Linked DNA regions of Mus musculus: regions 1, 2 and 4 are each linked to region 3. The links are chromatin contacts, called in public HiChIP or PLAC-seq maps. All regions are on one chromosome and are shown on one strand. Each heading gives the region's core, a stretch centred on a gene start, on an enhancer-like site or on the middle of the called end of the contact. The rest is flanking DNA. Distances are from core to core; before and after follow the strand shown. Region 1 overlaps Tor1aip2 (torsin A interacting protein 2). Region 2 holds the start of Lhx4 (LIM homeobox protein 4). Region 3 holds the start of Tor3a (torsin family 3, member A). Region 4 holds the start of Rasal2 (RAS protein activator like 2).

Region 1 (3,207 bases), core at 482-2,981, 600 kb before region 3:
TGGCTATGACAGACAGATGCAGCCTGTGAACACGAGAGTAGTGCAGCAAAAATGATTTTCACCAACACTCTTACTTTCTCTAACAAAGATTTCTTAACCCCATAGAGTTTTGCCTTTATATATTTACAAATGTAATGGCTTGTCAAACTTACCAAATCACCATAACTGCTTTTTGCATTCATTTCCATAGTGATGATGTTGAATGTGCCTTATTCAAATCAATTGTCTGATTACTATACAATAAATCTCTTCAATTTTTCCTGACTGATTTTTTACTAAAATTTCCAAAATAAAGAATTTATGAAAATGGGTGTGCGGTTGTTAGTGGTGGGAAGAGTCAAAAGGATTCTGAAGCATCGGGTGGTGTTGCGGCTGTCAGGGACGAGGGGCCATGCAGGCGGTGTGCTGGACTCCTCCACCACCCTTGGCAGTGGCTGTGGGGCATTTACCCCCACCTGGCTCTCTCTTGACCAGGGGAAGAGTGAGCACAGCCTTGGGAGTGGTCCAAACATGAGGCTTGCTGACTGGGGATGTATTAAGTGTGGGTGGGGTGTCCAGCATCTTGTATGTTGGAAAGTAGGAAGGTGGTTTGTATTTAAAACTCGAATTTAGAGGCTCAAGAGATGGCTTAATAAAGTGCACAAACCTGAGGAGCAGAAATTGGATTCCTGCATCCGCATAACAAGTTGGGCTTCCTGCAAATGACTGAATCTTTACACCCAGGAATCACACACACACACACACACACACATCATTTTCAGAGCTGGGTTGATAGCTCGGTAAAAGCCTGCCTTGGAAGAACAGGCACCTGAGTTCCATCTTGACAACACCCGGTTTTGTTTTGTTTTAAAAAGCTGGGTGTAGAGGCACAGGCTTGTTACCCAGCATGGCGGAAGCAAGGGACACACAAAATCCCTGGGGCTTTGAGAGCCAGCCACCCTAACTACTTGACACGCTCTGGGCCTCAAATAACAAGGTGGACTGTGCCTGAGGAAGGACAGACAGACAGACAGACAGATGGATAGACACACACACCAGAACAAAAGAAAAGTTTGCTCTGAGGATGTTGCCGAACCTGAATTAGTGGGTAGATAGAACCCTAGGATCCACCCCCTCTCCAGTCCCTCGATGCTCAGAATCTAGTGCTGCACGCCGCTGTCTTCCTCAGCTTGGGCCAAAGTGTTTCTTGACTAATTTCCTATTTGATTCTTGTAACTTAGGAAAATGTATTTTCAAGAGTTAGTATATCTTAAGAGCATTTGGCTAGCCACAGTGCAGATGAGTTTGCTTGCAGAGAATGGGGCTTCTTTTTTTGTTTGTTTGTTTGTTTTATTCCAGACAGGGTTTCTCTGTGTAACCCTGGCTGTCCTGGAACTCACTCTGTAGACCAGGCTGGCCTCGAACTCAGAGATCTGCCTGCCTCTGCCTTCCAAGTGCTGGGATTACTGCCTGGCGAGAATGGGGCTTCTTAAACCCTGTCCAGTTACCTACAGTAGAGGAGCCATGTGGTGGTGGTTTTATTTTTGAGTGTTTAAGTTAAAAGGATAGGAAATTACATATGTACCGCCAAACACAAACTGGTAGTAGTCGAGTTTCTATATAATACATTCAACGTTGAGAAGATTAAACACAGCAACAAACAAAACAAAACAAACAATCCCTAAGCCCTGCTATTCAGATAGCCTTCAGCAGACCGGCCAGCAGCGGTGGTGCTGCGAGTGGTGGACGTGTGAACTCTCAGGTTGCAGGAATGACTCAGTGGCTGAGACTGCTCTCTGCTCTTCTAGCAGACATTCTAGTTCAATTCCTATCGAGCACATTTGATGACTCACAACTGTCTAACTCCAGCTCCAGGGGACCTGACACCCTTATGTGTGAGAGTGCGTGCGTGCGTGCTCGCGAGCAAACACACACACACACACACACACGCATGTAAATCAAAGTAAAGTAATTTAAAATTAAAAAAAAAAAAACAACAACAAGCCAGATGAGTTGTTAATTTAGCAATGCTATGGGATTATTTCTTGAGATGTCATCTCAAGCTCTCATTTGGGTTGACGCTAAAATCTGCAAACAACAAAAATAGAGAAGCTGGGGGCTAGAGAGATGGTCCAGGGCTTAGGAGCACTCGCTGTTCTTACAGAGGACCTACGATTGGTTCCTGGTTAGTCCTCTACTCTGTCAGTCTGGGAACTATAAGGAGGGGGTCTGGGGCACAGATTGCTAGACAGAAGTCTGTAGGGGGCAGTGGGAAGTGAGATAGTCGTATGTGGATACTAATGGATGTCTTTTGCCTGGGCACCCTTATGTTGTGGCCTGCTTGAGTCCTCTGCCACCCACCCCACAACTCAGGATCTGTGTGTTCGCAGGCTGGGGGAAAGTAATCCCATCCCACCACTGTCTGGCAAACAGCCGGGCACTCCCAGCTGGGAGTTTTCTTGTTTTCTGACCACGTCTTGTGTCTTGGTCCCATACCCATGGCTGAGTCTCTCCATTGCGAACTCCCTTTTCTTATCTTCGGTATGCTGCCTGCTCAGGTCTCCCCACGCCGTCTCTCAGGGTAGGTTGCAAAGCTATCTTCCGGCCTTTTTTTCCTTTGGAATGTACTTGGAGCAGGGTTTATCTTAGAAGATTTCATGTGGGGAGTAGAGATAAAGACACATCTCATCCAGCCTTGCTTTGAGCTTACAGGGCTCCATTCTTCTGCCAGGACAGGCAGAATAAACCTAGCTTAAAGCTTGTTTTGAAGAGCTAAGTAAGGTAATTCTAACATGAGTGACTTAACCAGCCGGGCATGATGGTGCACGCCTTTAATCCCAGCACTTGGGAAGCAGAGGCAGGCAGATTTCTGAGTTCGAGGCCAGGCTGGTCTACAGAGTGAGTTCCAGGACAGCCAGGGCTACACAGAGAAACCCTGTCTGGAAAAACCAAAAACCAAAAAACAACAACAAAAAAACAACCGAGTTTTAGGAGCCATCAGAAATGTTGGAAGGCTAGTGGTAATGGCCGTTGGACACTGTAAGTTCATGCCATGGGATCCTATGTGCACTTCAAATTGGCTTAAAATGCATATTTTGTGTGACATTTTTTTTCTTTTGCCACTACAAAAAGAAAATACTTTTGAATTCATACAAACTGTGCTGCCTAGCCCTATTTTTTTTCCTTTTAAGGTTCTCCATTAGTTGCTACCAGTTCCTGACTCAGCCT
Region 2 (3,483 bases), core at 264-2,763, 930 kb before region 3:
ACAGCGGAGGAACAATCTAAAACAGGCTCAAATGAAGCTATCTCTTCCATTTTTCTCTCAAAAACTTTACAATAAATCTCAAGACATTGGCTGGACAGCCCGCCCTGAGATTTGTGTTACAGAACCCCTGCGATGGAGAGGCAGGGCGCAGGAGGGCGCGCTGCTGCGCCGGGGATCGTAGGTAGTCTCCATCCCTGGGTGAGCCTGCTCTTACTTACAATAAACTCCTACCGCATCACTAAAGCAGTCGTAAGCGGAAGTGTAGTCTCTTGGCAAGCCCATCGAGGGAACCCTTCATCTCTCTAGGGTACCCAGGGGCACCTAGCCCAGTGCAGCCGTTTGTAAACCCAGACTTAACCAGGAGCCCGCAAGCGCGCGCTAAGCCTGAGAACCTGTTCGGGTCTCTGCACAGATTGCTTCTATCTGTTCAGGAGTCGGAAACACAGACAGATTCCCACCCGGAAAATCTCTGCCGTGTGTGCACATCCGTACAAACCAGAAACCTGGGGTGAGAGACCTGCCGTAACTAATTGCAGGCTCTGGAAGAAATTGAGAGAGCTAGCAAAGTGCCCACACGTCTGAGTCTCTCTCCCTCTTCCAGCCCCGCGCCACTAAGATTGCCTACCCTCGCCTAAGCAAAGGCTGCACGCACAACTTCGTTCCAGAGCTTCTCGCCGCTGCATTCCTCGGCTAGCTGGAATGTGGCGAGTGCATTCGCTCACCCGGAGCAGTCTGCTGGCGGCAACACAGGCGGCGGGTGCCCCGGGCAGCAGTGACTGGGGACTCAATCAAGTGCTCGAACTGCCGAAACCAAGAGTGTGACAGGGGGCTTCTGTACAGCCCTGCGACCCGGGACGCGCTCTCCAACTTCCCGCCAGCTGGGGTAAAGTTGTACCAGCGGTTCTGCGAGCTTTGGCCATTGCCGCGAAAGGTAATCAATTGGGGGACCACTTTTGCCCTCGGGCCTGGCCTGTAGCTGGAAACCTCTGTTGTCCCCAAACAGCATCCTCCCTAGGGTTCTCATAAAAGCGACGGCCCAAAGATGCTACTTTCTATACCCTTGGGCCCTCCACGAACAGTATCCCGGAATCTTTCGAATTCGATCCCAAATTGCCAAGAGTCAAGCCCTTCAAACACTGACTGGTAGTACCCCAGCTCTGTGACCGCCTCTGCACCCCGACCCCTCCCGGTCAGTGCCTTGAACGGCGCGTCCGGCCTCCCCGCACCCGCTGAGGCTGTTAGCTGTCTTGTTATCAAATTAAATTAGCGAGAAAGGAGGGTGTCTTACGTTGCATCGGCACACCGAGCATCTCCGGGAGCCCCTTGACAGCCCCCTCCGCGGGGACAGCCGCGCTCTGCATCATCTTGGAGCCAGAGGCAGCAAGTCGCAGTCTACCGAGATCTCTCGCTCTCTCCCTCTGGCTGGATTCGGAAATTTGAAAATAATAATAATAAAACCAACCAGGCCGCTGAAGTCACAGAGGAAACCGAGCCCTCCGCGTCTCCGGGAGGACTCCACAAGCTGGCTGGCCCCCTCCCCCGCCAGTCCTCAGGCTGTTTCAAATCCCTTTGATCTCGCTCTCCCGGGCTGGTGCACATCCCGGGTTGAGGAGACACTGTTGCTGCAGCTCTGGCTCCCCCCCTTCCCTTCCCCGCCCTCCTCTCCCCCTCCCCCTCCACCCTTCGCGTGCCGGCTGCCCTGGAGGCCGCGGTCACCCAGGCATTTTGATTCATTCACACTGCAGGAGCGGCCGTGACGTCGCTTTCCGCAGGGAAGCCCGCCCTCCAGCTAGTGCTGCCAACCGGGCAGCCCGCTGCAGACCCCCGGCTAGCCAGAGTAGGGGGCGAGAAGTAGGGGGGGTTCGGTAGCCCCGAATCTGGTCGGAGGTGCGGGAGGGCGGGGCCGCCTGATAGGGGGCGGGGCCTGCAGCCCCTCCCCCACCCTGCCGTGCGGGCTCGCGCCCCGGTATAAATACTGCGGCGGGCTGGGCCGCGGCAGCAGGTGGTCCCGGAGCGCAGGGACCACGCAGAGCTGGTTTCTGCCAGCTTTGGGGATTCCCCGCTCGCCCCCAGCATCGGTCCTCTAGGATCAAGGAGGGGGCGCGGTGGGCCAGGACCCAGCGGACCCTGGGTTGGCGCTCCGAGTTCAGAGCTTCTCCAGCCCACGGAGCGTGTTCTGTAACTGGATGATTCCATCCATCCTCCACTTGTTTTTTTTTTTTTTTTCCTGGCCAGTTCCTTTCCGGCCGGTACTAACCAGACCCTACTCTCTCTCCCCCGCGTCTGGCTGAGGCAGGGCCAGGGACAGCTCGTACTCGGCCGGGAACGCGCGAGTCACGCAGTGGGCCGCCACGGAGCCGGATGGAGGCAGGCGGCCTGGGCCGCGCACGAAGGTGGCCGGGCGCGGGTCTTCGTGCGCGCCCACACTCGCCTCGGCCTTCCGCCACAGTCGGCACTCTCACCACCCGAGGTCCAGTCCTAGTCCCACGCCTCCCAGCCGCCCGCCCTCCCAACTGGGTCTCCAGCCGGCGTCCACCCAGATCCGCCCTCTCTGGCTCCTGGAGACTGCTCGGCCGAACCGGCTGCCACTGCGGGCACTTTGAACGATCCCTGGCCGCGTGTGTACTGGGCGGAGGCGTGCACCGGGCCCCCGGGGCTGACCAGCAAAGGGCGTGCATTGCTGTTGTGTTTAACACACACACAGAGACTCACACACAGACACAAACGCGCGCGTAGAAAACTCATTCTTCCCATTCTCATTCCTGGAGGCAATAAAGCAAAGATCAATGCTGGGACGAAGTCGCTAGCACTTTTTCAAACACTCGACGCCTCCTGACCACCGGCTCTAGAAACCTACCGGGTCAGCCCTGGGCCCAGCCACAGCCACCTCGGACACTACCATTCCTAATTTAATTGCCGACTTCAAGTCAGATGGGTCTTTACAACCAAATGGGACCCTGCGCTGAGAAGTTTTGTTTTTGTTTTTACTCCTGGTGTTTTAGGGTTGGTGATGGAGGAGGATGGACAGTAAGAGGGGTGGCTGTGTGTGCTACTTAGGATCTGTGTCCAATGAGGTCACAGCAATTTCTATGGGTCCTAGCACTAACGAGGGTCCTGTCTTGCTGTTTACTGAGCTGTCTACACAAATTGAGAAAATACGGTGGAAATGCTAATTTCATTAGCAACCAAACACACAAGAAAAAAACCAACCAAACAAACCAGTGTAGCCCCAACCGTTTGTTTATTGGTTTGTTCCTACAACCTGGGAGGAAATAGGATTTCAGTTGGTAAGGATGTTTATAAATGGTTCTCTCTCAGGCATTGCTGTTGTCTTTATAAACTCTTAATATCCATTTGGGAAGATATTTGAGGAAATTTATCCAAACCATAAAATTTTCCTATATTTTAGTTCATGTAATTCCATTTTGAGTGTTCAATACACACAAAAGTAACCTAGAATATTTTTTAAAGATTCATGCATGA
Region 3 (3,291 bases), core at 286-2,785:
TTGCCTGGCAACAGCCTCGTATGCTCCTCCCCACAAAGGCCTGACCCTTTGTAAAAGGGGCTGCTTACCCCTCCTCCCTTACTTACTCTTGCTTCCCGCTTGCTTCTCTCTTGGGCTCTTCGCTTCCCCCTTCCCTTCCCCCTCTCTCCACGTGCTCAAGGCCGGCCTCTCCGTCTCTGTCTCTCTCTCCTTCCTCTGCCTCTACTACCCTCTTAACTCCCCTTTCTTCCCCTGCTGGCCCTTCAGCGGGAAGGGATGCCTTGGCATGGGCCCACTGAGGCACCCCCTTTCCATACCTCCCCACAACCCCATAGAACATATCTTAAACTTCTTAATCTTTTTATAAACAAATCACTAAGTATCTCCATACTCTAAAAAACAAACAAACAAAACAAACAACAAAAACCCAGGAGGGCTGAGGGATGAAGTACTTGCCTGGCTCTCCTGAGGACTAGTATTTTGAAAACAGCCACATAGCAAGTATTTGGGCACTTTTCCTAGTTGGTATAATGTAACATCCGCTAAGGGCACTATCAGTGCTGCTGTTTTGTCGTCCCTATTGTTGGAGAGTGTCCTTTCTGGAAATCGTGGAGTTCAAAGTCTTGTCAGAGAGGTCCTCAAATAATTGCAGACCCGTGAGGGGTAGGTTTCTCACCAGTCGCTTCTCCATACTCACCAACCCCCTCCCCCAGATACCTGAACCCTGAAAATCACGTCAGCTCCAACCTGTCAAGTTGTTGGAGATCCTGCAATCGCCGCCGCCGCTGCAGCAGTCCTGAAAGCGACAGAGCCATGCAGTGAGCACATCCAGCGACCGCCGGCCCCACAGAGGAAGGCTCCAGCCTGGAAAGGAAATGCTATGAGATGGCAAGATAGGGACAAGAGAGACAGTCCTGAGGTTTCTCAGTGTGACAGCGCCCAAACCAGAGTTCAGGTCCCAACTCACAGCCAGGTTCCCTCGTACGCCCCAGCGCTTCCTCTCTAAGCCTTAGAAGTGAAAGTATCTGGGGTTGGGACAATCACCAAGTATGTCTACAAACGGCTTTCCTTAAACCATCATCAATAAAGCGAGCAAGAATGGGGAGGCTTGAGTGTCTAGAGAAATCAGGGCAGGTGAGGGGCGGCAGAGCAGCCAGACCTTTAGTTGTCCCTAGGGGCTGCACCTAGAGTCGTGCGGAGGTGGGGTGCAGTGACCAGGCCCCTGATGCAGGCCTGCAGTACGCAGTGCTTAAGAGTGAGACTGGCAGGTGAGCGAGGGGTCGGCGGCGGGGACCGCTCTTACCCAGAGGCGGCACGGGGGTCTCCTGGTCTTCACAGTGATCGGGCCACAAGGTGCAGCTGAAAAGCTCCCAGTACCGTTTGGAGAGGGCACCGGCCTTCCTCAGCTGCTCCTTCAGGCCTTTGACGCTCGGCCAAGGGGTGGGCTCGTCGGCCTCCTGGCCCTGCGCTCCCGGGGGGCGCAGCGGCAGGAGCAGCAGCAACCAGAGAGCGCCAAGAAACATGACCGGAGCGAGCGCTTCCGCCTCCAAGAGTCCCGGGACCCAGGACTCATCGACACCCACCAGCCGGCGCGGCCCAGGATTGGCGTCGCCGTGGTGACCGCTCCGCCCTCGCAGAGGCTGACTGAGCAACCCATCCTAATGGAACCAAGTTTCGATTCAGACCAGAGACCCATCCGAAATGAAACTCAAACTGGTGTCCCGGACTGCAGGAATCCTGAGCCCCTGTCTGCCCCTCGGGATGCAGGCTATTCTGGGGCATGCCTGTGGCCTCAAGTGGCCACGAAATGGCCACTGCCAGCCATTCAGCTGCGCCTCCCACATAAGAACCCCTTTTGGTGCCCTGCCCTCGTAGGTCAGCTTTCTGCCAACAGGAGGGTGATGAAACCGTCTGAGCAGGGAGCGTTTTTTTGTTGTCAGGGGAGTCAGCTGGGTGCAGAAGCAGTCCGAAGAGTGTGAGCAGTGGAGAGCTGGGTGGCCTGGTCCTCTAAAGAGGAAAATGAAACAGTAGAGAGCAGTGAGCAGCAGCAGGCTTTCATGGATGCCAGTCTAGCAGAAGCAAGAAGTAGGGTAGGATGGTATTTGAGTTCGGGAAAACCCCGGGTTAAGAGGAAATTGTATCATGTGAGAATTACAGATGTTAGGCTAAGTACTTGCCCACGCATAGCTAGGTTTTAAAACCTGATCAGATGCACCAGGAGGCAGAGGCAGAGGCAGGCACAGCTCTCTGAGTTCAAAGCTAGCCTTGTCTACATACTGAGTGCCAAGCCAGCTACAGTTACATAGTGAGACCCTGTCAATATTTAGAAAACACCAAAAACTCAGGCTTGGTTCCCAGCTTGGCATCAGGAGGAAGGTGGTGGAAATTAGAAGTGAGCCCTAGTGGAGGTCTTTGGGTTACTGGGGTGGGGGCATGTTCTTGAAAGAGAATTGTGGGTGAGCAGTTTTGTTCTACCAATTGCTCCCGCCACGATGCACTCTGCCCACCTTTCCCAGAGGTCTGTAAGTAGTGAACTTGACCTTCAAGGTTATGAACCAAATAAACTGTTTCTTTGATAACTCTCGGGTGCTTGCCAAGGTGGCAGGAAACTGACCCACTTCTTTACACTTAGTTGTAAATAAATAAATAAAATAAATAAATAAAATTTGTAAATAAGTAAAATAAATATCTGAGCATGCATGACAGTCTAACATACTATGGGTTTTTGTTATTGTTTGGATTTTTTGTTTGCCTGTTTTGTTTTCGAGACAAGGTTTCTCTGTGTAGCCCTGGCTGTCCTAGAACTCACTTGGTAGACCAGTTCACTTTGAACTGATTGCTATGTTGGGTGAGAGACAGCAGAAATCAGTCTTCTATGTGGATATCCAGTTTATCAGCACCATTTGTTAAAGAGGCTGTTCTTTTCTAGATGTATGCATTTTATATCTTTGTAAAATAATTAAATGGCTATGCTTGTATAGTTTAAACAAAGCAATAAAAAAATCTTGAGGTGGGGGCTGGTGAGGTGGCTCAGCGGTTAAGATCACTGACTGCTCTTCCGAAGGTCCTGAGTTCAAATCCCAGCAACCACATGGTGGCTTACAACCATCCGTAATGAGATCTGATGCCATCTTCTGGTGTGTCTGAAGACAGCTACAGTATACATACATTAAATAAATAAATAAATCTTTTTGTTGTTGTTTATTTGTTTGGGTTTCTTGTTTTTGTTTTTTTTGGTTTTTTTGTTTTTTTGTTTTTTCGAGACAGGGTTTCTCTGTATAGCCCTGGCTGTCCTGGAACTCACTTTGTAGA
Region 4 (3,282 bases), core at 623-3,122, 740 kb after region 3:
TATAAAGCACAGAACCTATTTGGAAGTATGAAAGCCAAGCCATAAATACAATATGCTGATCACTAACAGCATATTAGACAAACAAAACTGCAGGACAGCATCTCAACACTGTGTGATTCCAGATACTTCAAATTGGTCATCTTATATTCAACCACATTACTATGTCTTTTATGGTCATGTGTAGCAGAAACATTCTGCTAGCTTGATATTTTGGAAAGCCACAGCTAACCCATGCATACAGCATGTTTAACGTTGCCACAGCCTTTCCTGAATAGAAAATCATCATTCAGGTTTAATTTAAAAGATGGTTACTCGGAATGCAGAAAGGGAAAGTTTCTTTAGTGTGTTCATCACTTTAAACCTGCTGAGTGACAACCGGGTAGCTTAACCACGAAAACCAGAAACAGCAGTGCAATCTGAAACAACCTACACACTCAGGACAAGCAGAGAGTACGGTTCAAGGAAAAGCTGTCGGTAAATCTACTGCTACCAAACACTTGAACTGGGGCTGGTGCAAGGGCTACGGCTAGGGCTGGGTGTCTCTCCCATCTCTGCCCCCCACCCACAACCCCTCGATTTTGTTTTGTTTTGTTTTTCATTCATTAGCTCATCTTCTACTAAGCTTTTTCATATCTTTCTCTCAACACTTGCTTCACACAACAGGAAGGAAATGAAATCCCATTCACTTGGTTTTGTGCCTTGTTCCATTCTACCTTCCTGAGGACTCAGCAGCAAGTGCCTTTAATTAATCACCTAAGAATTACGTCCAGATAGCTCAACTCTATAAACTTACTGTGGATATCTAAAGAGGTCCAAAGGAGCCTACTGAGTCACATAACCAGGCGCTATATATTGGATAAACTTGTCAAAAAGCATTTTCTGCAACAACAACAACAACAACCAAAAAAAGATGTGGACAGCTGACCTAGGATAGATGGGGGACTAAGAATGCATCGGAGCCCAAGGAAAGATGAGAAACGCCAGCCTCTGAGGCAGACGACTTGTGATCCTTACCGAACACCCGGACCCAGCTCTGCTGCTGGCACACTGACTCCAGAAGGATCCGATCCAGCATGCCACCGGCCACTGCTCCGCTGACTGGGACGACCGCGTCCAGATCCTCCGGGGGCAGCGGCGAGTCGGACTCCAGCCCCGTGAACATCTCCGGCCACGACAGCGCCTCCGCGGCTCCTCCGGACGACGGAGACAGCTCCATGGTGTCCCAGAGGGAGCAGGCGGCGGCGGCGGGGCGGGCTTCCCGGCTGCGGGAAAGGGACGACGGCGCGGCCACCAGCACCCGAACGGCTGCGGGCGCGGACACCGCTCACCTCCTTCCCCGCCGCCCACCGCCCGAAGGCCGGGCGCCGCAGCCCACCTGCAAGCGGAGGGTGGGACCCGGGCCGGGAGGCGGGTCCAGCGTGGTCCGGAGCGGAGGCGGGTCCCGGCTCAGGTGCGGGTCCGGAGCGGACGCGGAGCACCCGGGAGCGCGGGCTCACCTCCCGCCCCCACGCAGCCCTGCTCAACCCCCGCGGGCGCGTTCGCGGGCCGCCCGGGCTTGGGCTGAGGATGGAGCTCGGCCAGGCAGGGCTGGGCTCGGGGGCGTCGCCGCCAGGGGCCGCCCCCTCTGACCGGCTCCCGCCGCCGTCGCCTCGGGGGCTCAAAGCGCCGGCTCCCTCAGCCTGAGGGGCGCGCCCCGGCCCAGCTTCTGTCCGCCTGGCGTCGGCTTGCTCCCGCGGAACGCGCAGGCCGGCCCGCTAACTCTCAGGCCGCCGCTCCGGCCGCTGCTTGGGCTCCTCCGGCTCGCGCTCCTCTGAGAAACCCACAAGCCCGGCAGCCGCGGCGCTGGCGGCGGCGGCAGGCGGCATCCCAGGGTGATAGGCCGAAGCAATCGAGTGCCGAGCTCACGGCCGCGTGTGCAATCCAGTAACCGAGCGGAGGAGGAACTGCCGCCGAAGACAGCAAAAATCGGGCACCGAAATACTCAGCGGGCCAGGCCCGCCTACTTTCCTAAGACTATCCTGCTCCGACCGCCTCTCGGTGCGGGGATCCTCGAGCTGCTGGTGGAAGCAGAGACGGTGTTGGGGAGGCGGAGAGAAAACGGGGTGCGGGAAATTTAAAAAGATGGGAAAGGCGCTTCCCTTTTATCTTAGCCCCTATCCTGTTGATTTCTGGACCAATGCTTCTTTCTCGGACGAAGAACATGAAGACGCTGCTTTATCTAACAGTCACCTCGGAAGAAACGCCATGGTTCCTCCACAAGGGAGATCTGGCCCCGCGTCTTGGATCCTGAGATCTGTGCGAGATCCCGGCTTTGCGCCCTGTCCGCCCTGGAGCTGGATTTATCATCAGTTTAGAATAGCATGGCTACGATGTGTGGTGCGGATGGATGGACGAGCCCCGCAAGTACATGAAATGCCCCAAAGCCCCAGCATTAACCAAACAAGCTTCTCTTTTTTGCCTTTGATCTTTGCAATCTGTTGGCTTCTCTTCTAACAGTGTCACTTGGGTTTTATTTTTGGTCTATGTGTAAACTGTCTTCCTCCTTAACATTGGCTTCGTTTTGTGCCCACCCAAAGCGGGATTCACCAATCCAGATTTCAGAGATTTTAGGCATAAGTAAATAAATAAATAAATAAATAAATAAATAATAGTAATAATAATAATTTCGGGTAGAAATTTACCAATTTAAATTATGTTGACAAATCAGGTTTTTCAACAATTTATGAACATGGCTACTTCAAACCAATCAGGAATTTTTCATAATTAGATGATGCTAAAAAATATTTGGGGGAGGGTTTTTGTTGTGTCCCAGCCCACCCCAGCCCTCATTTCTCTCTACTTTGACCTTCTATAAGAGGTCAATCTAATTTTCTAGGTTTTAGGAATTCTCATGTGTTTTTGTGTTTTATGGGAGTTATAGCATGCATTTTATAATTTTCTCCCAAATTTTACATAGAGTAATAGCATGTTAAAACAAGAAGTGACTTTAAAGATCCTCTCACCCTTCCTCTTGTTTAACAGGTGCAGACAGGACAGTCCACATCACCTGCCAAAGCAGCCAGCAATGCAACAGGTACGTCTTACAAGCTCTCAGTGATACTGATTTCTTCAACTCTGATCCTTCAAGAACTCTGTGATTAGATTTGTTAATCTGGTGCTTAGCAATGAAGTAGAGTAATCCCTCCCGGTATATAGAAGCCCACTTGCTTGCTATCTGACTACAGTCAGCTCTCCAATTTTAATAAATGAGAGATAAGGAAGCTAGAAGTTACAGGACCCAGC

Evidence for each region. HiChIP or PLAC-seq counts read pairs in DNA pulled down with a chosen protein or histone mark.
Region 1: a contact with region 3 is called in an HNF4G HiChIP or PLAC-seq map of pancreatic cancer cells. The contact joins the enhancer-like site here to the promoter of Tor3a in region 3. A contact is called at or near these places in 7 of 39 promoter capture datasets (the 3T3-L1 cell line, the HPC-7 cell line, HPC-7-derived erythroid cells and 4 more), 2 of 484 Hi-C or Micro-C datasets (both in embryonic stem cells), 11 of 115 datasets of contacts at active chromatin or transcription factors (astrocytes, bone marrow-derived dendritic cells, bone marrow-derived macrophages and 7 more) and 4 of 9 other capture datasets (adipose tissue, embryonic stem cells, liver and 1 more).
Region 2: a contact with region 3 is called in an HNF4G HiChIP or PLAC-seq map of pancreatic cancer cells. The contact joins the promoter of Lhx4 here to the promoter of Tor3a in region 3. A contact is called at or near these places in 1 of 39 promoter capture datasets (neural stem cells) and 1 of 115 datasets of contacts at active chromatin or transcription factors (pancreatic cancer cells).
Region 4: a contact with region 3 is called in an HNF4G HiChIP or PLAC-seq map of pancreatic cancer cells. The contact joins the promoter of Rasal2 here to the promoter of Tor3a in region 3. A contact is called at or near these places in 1 of 484 Hi-C or Micro-C datasets (embryonic stem cells) and 5 of 115 datasets of contacts at active chromatin or transcription factors (the NIH/3T3 cell line, bone marrow-derived dendritic cells, embryonic forebrain and 2 more).

The regions. Positions count from the first base shown.
Region 1 is chr1:156,068,555-156,071,761 of GRCm38.p6, forward strand. It overlaps Tor1aip2 (torsin A interacting protein 2), which reads left to right. Exons shown (of 7, transcript NM_172843.4): 7 at 1-307. Among named protein-coding and RNA genes, the nearest start is that of Tor1aip1, 34 kb to the left of the region's middle. Within about 2 kb of position 1,732, at least 44 of the 459 cell types and tissues checked have an H3K27ac peak or open chromatin away from gene starts, as enhancers often do. A contact at or near this core is called in extraembryonic endoderm stem cells and pancreatic cancer cells, where this site is marked.
Region 2 is chr1:155,740,514-155,743,996 of GRCm38.p6, forward strand. Lhx4 (LIM homeobox protein 4) reads right to left here and starts at 1,514. Exons shown (of 6, transcript NM_010712.2): 1 at 1,289-1,514. The coding sequence starts at 1,364.
Region 3 is chr1:156,672,804-156,676,094 of GRCm38.p6, forward strand. It overlaps Tor3a (torsin family 3, member A), which reads right to left and starts at 1,536. Exons shown (of 6, transcript NM_023141.2): 1 at 1,283-1,536; 2 at 727-843. The coding sequence starts at 1,502.
Region 4 is chr1:157,410,723-157,414,004 of GRCm38.p6, forward strand. It overlaps Rasal2 (RAS protein activator like 2), which reads right to left and starts at 1,873. Exons shown (of 18, transcript NM_177644.5): 1 at 1,015-1,873. The coding sequence starts at 1,216. It overlaps 2810025M15Rik (RIKEN cDNA 2810025M15 gene), which reads left to right and starts at 1,630. Exons shown (of 3, transcript NR_027984.1): 1 at 1,630-2,403; 2 at 3,022-3,073.